Regions from separate parts of the Acanthopagrus latus genome. Here region 1 is linked to region 2. A link is a contact called in public Hi-C data. All regions are on one chromosome and are shown on one strand. Each heading gives the region's core, a stretch centred on a gene start, on an enhancer-like site or on the middle of the called end of the contact. The rest is flanking DNA. Distances are from core to core; before and after follow the strand shown. Region 1 holds the start of inhbb (inhibin beta B chain). Region 2 holds the start of LOC119025851 (sterile alpha motif domain-containing protein 9-like).

The links. Hi-C and Micro-C count contacts between places; a contact is called where the count stands out from the background.
Region 1: a Hi-C map of muscle shows a contact between it and region 2, with 3 times the contacts expected there. The contact joins the promoter of inhbb here to the promoter of LOC119025851 in region 2. A contact is called at or near these places in 2 of 4 Hi-C or Micro-C datasets (both in muscle).

Annotation. Positions count from the first base shown.
Region 1 is chr9:27,636,136-27,638,835 of fAcaLat1.1, forward strand. inhbb (inhibin beta B chain) reads right to left here and starts at 1,419. Exons shown (of 2, transcript XM_037108892.1): 1 at 1-1,419. It overlaps si:dkey-3d4.3 (host cell factor 2), which reads right to left. Exons shown (of 9, transcript XM_037108891.1): 9 at 1,569-2,700. The coding sequence ends at 2,167. All of the region lies in intron 3 of LOC119025392 (a long non-coding RNA gene), which reads left to right.
Region 2 is chr9:27,428,435-27,431,134 of fAcaLat1.1, forward strand. LOC119025851 (sterile alpha motif domain-containing protein 9-like) reads left to right here and starts at 1,327. Exons shown (of 5, transcript XM_037109858.1): 1 at 1,327-1,748. The region is part of intron 1 of LOC119025855 (a long non-coding RNA gene); the gene reads right to left.

The DNA.
Region 1 (2,700 bases), core at 169-2,668, 210 kb after region 2:
TCTAGCGACACACAGCCGCCAATACACACTGCAGCTGTGTGGACAGAAAGAAAGAAAGAAAGAAAGAAAGAAAGAAAGAAAGAAAGAAAGAAAGAGACGATTATCAAACATATTATAAAACATTCTACAGCTGCAGCAGATGATTAGAAACCTGGATAAGAACGCACATTTTAAGTAAAATGTTTAACACGCTTATATTTTGTGTTTTAATTGGATATATTTGAAAAACAAGTATCTGTTTTCTGTTCCTGTCAGAAACTCTCCGAGGTATTTGTGTCCACTAAGACGTTTTTAATTGGTTAAAGTCTCAACTGTGATGAATCGAATCATTTAGATTCCGACTGAACGTCAGCTCAGCTCTGGCTGTCAGATATACAGCTGCAACAGTGAACCAAGTAGTTATCAACACTTAAATTAACCGGCAAGTATTTTAATAATCACTGAATCGGTGTGAGTAATTTTTTAGGGGAAAAACACACTAAAACGTTCTGACGTACGAGTAAAAGTACTTGTAGTTTTCAGAGCAGGTGTGTGTGAGCGTGGCAGCAGTAATGTAGGTAAACAGGCCGAGTGAAGTGATGGATTAGAGAGGAGAGGCGGCTGCGTCACAGCTGATTAGTTTACTTTCCTAGCAGAGATCCTAAAGTTTCCAAAGATCCCAAATATTTCTGTCTACCTGTGAGGGAAACATACAGAAGTTTTTTGTTTGTTTGTTTTTGTTTGTTTTTTTTCCTGGTGATCTGTTTTCTAAGTCTAATCTAAATTGTTTTGCTCTTGTGTTTATGACCTGAGAATTCTACAGGAAGAGTGAAAAAAAGAGGTTTTTGGTTTTTCATCTATGAAACCAAGTGAAAAAAAAAATCTTTTTACAGATCTTTAAAAAAAAGTAATTTTTTCCCCCCCAAAATGTTTCGACTTTTTCTGAAAAAGTTGTTGATTTTTCCAGAAACACAATGACAACTTTACAGAAATGTTTTCATTTAATAATCAATCAACCATTAAATCACATTCATATGATATCTTGTACTAATTACTAACACTGAAAAAAATTCACATTTCAGAAACTTTTTTTCTTCAAAAAATGCTGTCGGCTCATTCCAAAAAGTTGTCTTTTTTTTTGTTACGAAAGAATGTTTTTGACTTTTTTCCGAAAAAAGTGGTTGACTTTTTCCAGAAACATAATGAGAATATTACAGAAATGTTTTCTTTTAATCATCAATCAACCATTAAATCACATTCATTTTATTTCTGCAGCAACTGATGAAAATGAATACAGTAAATTTGATAACGTTTATTGACATTTTCAGAAAGAAAGTTGCCAATTTTTTTCAGAAACACAATGAAAATGTTAGTCTTGATACATGAAAAAATGTTTTCACTTGGCTCGATACATGAAAAAAAAAAGTTTCTAGCAGGTCTCGATATTTTTTTTTCTCCCTAGGATGGGTAAAAAAATACATTATTTAAAAAAAAAAGTGAAATTATTTTTTCTTCAAGAGAAAATTATGTATTTTATGTGCATATCCAAGAGAAAACAAAGGTTTATCGAAAGAAAAAAAAATTCTAAATCATTTTCTTGTTCTTTATTTAAACTGAGTAAAAAATACTAATTTTCAAGTGAAACAACTTTTTCAAATATTCTTTTTCAAAAGATCTTTTCATAATATTTTTTGTGATAATTTTTCAAAAAATATATATAAAAAATAAAAAGTGAAAAAAAAAATGTTGTGGGGGGGAATGAATAAATAAATGCATGTAAAAAACATTTAAAACATTTTTCCTCAAGGGTTAAGTGTGTAAGTTAATCATCTCAGTGTTGTAGTAAATTAAAGTAGGTGTGGTAACATGTGGGGCAGAAATATTTCAGACTTTCAGCACAAATTCAGACCAAAGTGTCCGGCAGTAACAGAATCCAGGATGTTGTGAAGGAGCAGGTTCAGTTGTAGATGTCAAAACATTTTCTGAACATTTATTTCTGCAAAAATCAAATGTGTAATAAATCATTTTACATCATAAGAACTACCAACAAAAAAAAAAAAACAGTAATACAAAAATATTTTAGATTATTTTCTTTACAAAACGTCAGTAAACTCTTCAAACATACATTTAACAAAGATGAAGTGATAATGTAACACTGTTGTTGGTAACGTCTGTTGTTCCGGGCTGTTAGGAGTCAGTCAGAGTCATCTGCCACATGGAGATCGGGCTGAGTCCGGTGCAAGGTCTTCCCCCCAGCACCAGCAGCAGATCGGGTAGATGCTGGGCCATATTTCCATCCTCCTCGTCCAGCAGGTCCTCATCTGTGCACTTACTCCTGAAAGCCTTGTTCTCAAAGGTCAAACAGTTTCCGATCTGCAGCGAGTCTTTTTCCAGCAGCCCCTCTTTGCTGTTGACCAGTTCTGAGGACTGTGTGAGTGTTTTGCTGCCGTAGCATCGGTCCGGGCTGAAAGTCTCCAGCTCTATAGCTCCCTCAGATCCCAGAAAACTGAGCGGGGCAGGGAAGCACTTGTTCTTGAAAGGCCTTACTCTCCCATCCAGCAGCCTGGGTTGGAGTCCTGAGCTGGAATAGGGGCTGCTGCTGTTGGACTTGTAGCTGGGGCCCAGCCCGGTGCAGCAGTGGTGGATCTTGTCGGGGGCGTTGGAGCCTGGGAGTGTAGCTACCTGCGCCCAGGTCTGAGTGCTGAAGTTGTACCTCCACAG
Region 2 (2,700 bases), core at 77-2,576:
TGCAAAAAGAAGTTCAGCGGAAGTGAAAATACATTTTTGGTGCAGCCTAGTGGCAGGTGATAGAAAGCTGCAGTATCACCAAATAGAAGAACTCCACCTCCCTTGATGACAGAGTGACTCACATTACCATCTGAGATTTGAACTTTTCAAACAATTCAATGATTTTCCCCTTCCCTCCAGGACTTGCACACACACAACCCTGCAGGTTCTCAACAGTTTGTGCTACACTGACATTGGCTCAACAAGTGACAAATATCTATAGGAGATTGTTTGTCTAGATTTGAAGAGAGACACCACACAGATACCAAAAAAATCATAAACATCTTCTCTTTAAGTCGCATAAGATCTCATTTGATGCCATTATCTACATCACAGGACACAATATTCATGCAATGCAGAACCATGTATGGTAAAATCTAGAAGCAGTAGAATTGCCTGTGATTTTACAAAGTTGCGTAAGTATATTCATACTATTTCACCAGTGAAGGCCTTAGTGAGCCTGATCTGGGAAGATTAGAAAACTGCAGTTGCAGGAGAAGTACTCTGATCTGTTACTTAAAGCTGCAGTCTGGAGTTTTGAGAAAAAAGAGGACTTAGCCAGAATATCTGAATGATCACAGTGCCCAGGTCTGTCCTTCTTCCTGTCTGCAGCCCTGTAGCCCTGCCATGCACGAGCAGGCTTGTAACCATGGTAACACAAGATGCAAACAACTATTAGTTATAGTATTTAAGTACAAGTGAAGTTTGGAACATTATTTTGACTGCTGTGGCTGTATGATGATTATATTTTGCTCAAAATAAAGTATTTTAACTGTTTTCTTTTGTGTTCAGGTACAGTATATGAAAGTGCCTGTTGTAACAGTGACTCTAAAAGAATTATGGCCAAAACTAAAGCTTGTGTAAAAGCTGTAAACAATCAAGCAGTCTGTTGTCCTGTTCATCTCAGACACTCTACCTCAGTATCTCATAAATTCAAGGTTCAGAGAGCAATAGCTCGAGGTGTGGTCTGCTATAAATCTTAATTTTCCCTTCCTTCCAATTTGCCACTGATAAAGTTTTGCACTCAAGCACTCTCATGGAAATAGCTGGGCCCTCCCAAATGTCTGCACGATTCAGAATCTATTCACACATTTTCTGAATGTTAATTAGTAGCAGGATGTTGACAAAACGAATGAGAATGGAACTACACAAAATAACTGCTACCTTTCTGTAATACTGTGATATATTGGGTTGGTTGGCTGAAGCAAGGAAGAAGCATAAAGTATTCAGCGAATGTTACTCATTTAGTGCATTAAAGCTGAACACCAATTCAGTAAAGAAGATTTCCTCCCAGCAGCTCGAAGTGATGTGACTGATGTACCTGGAACATTACAGGCTAGTCATCATCGTTCCCTGTCATACCCACTGACTTCAGCCACAAGGCAGCCATCTCTGGTATTGTTTCTTTTAAACAAAGCAACCAACACACACACACACACACACACACACACACACACACACACACACACACACACACACACAAAGCATTGCTTAGGTTTCGTTTCCTGTGAATAGACAGCCCACTGAGGGAGTTACTAGCTTCCGCATAGCACCGTCACAGAACAGATTTCTCTCTCCTCTCTGCAAACAAGCACATAAAGTTGTCTCCTGGAAAGTTCAGTCACATCATCCCTGTTGGAACACCTGAGCCTTGAACATCATGGAGGACAGCTGGCAGCACTGAGTCTCGATGAAATTGTCCAGAGGGGGTAAGTGTGTATTATCTAGCCTGTAATTTTTCTTTAATGAGCACTGGTTGATGGAAATGAATTTATCACAAAATGAACAATCTAAGTTATTTAAAATGAAAAAACATTTAATGCTTCACTCACATCCTCCAGTTTGGTTATTGTCTTACACCTTACTTTAGGATTTCAGTTTGTGTGAGAGATAACTTATTGTTCCATTCTAACATAACATTGATTCTTAGCACATCTATAGCAATTAAAAGAGCTGTTAATCAAATATAAAGTCACATTCTGATAGTTCTGTTTGCTTCAATATGATGGAATTGTGAATTGAACAGTTTTGACAGTTCTGAGCAGCTTCTTCCTGGTTTTATTAAACCACATTCAGGAACCACACTGATGATTTCCTCATATGTCCAAGAGTCTGGTTCACTCTAAAACAGATTCAATGGGAAATATAATTGCAGTTTGGGGAAGTGTTGTGAAACTGTAGTAATGTTTCAATTGCATTCATCCATACATGTATAGTAAATTCAGCATGTCAGATCATAGAAACTACTACAAATACTAAGAAGAGAAAGAAAAAAAAACTATACAGTAGGATAATACTGTATATCAGTGAGACAATTAAGCGTCTCTCTTGGCTGACATATAGTTTGTGATAACAAGCAAAGCATAGACGTACCTCAGTATTTATGGTGCCATCAAGGCTAGAGTATAAAACTAGTTATAGGGAGGGCTTTGTTCCACAGTTGTGGCACAGACAGTACTGGCAGAAGGTTAGACGAGGCTAACCATACTGGTTTGATTGGTCCAATGGTCACTGATGAGTTGTGAGAATAGGATTTTCTCATTTGTAATTTACTCGTATCAGATACAAAAAGACTAACAAGTCTAAATGTTTGCTAAAACAATTTGCTTTGATTTGATGGTTGGTGGAAGTATTGAGGTTCGATATCTTGTTTATGTGCTC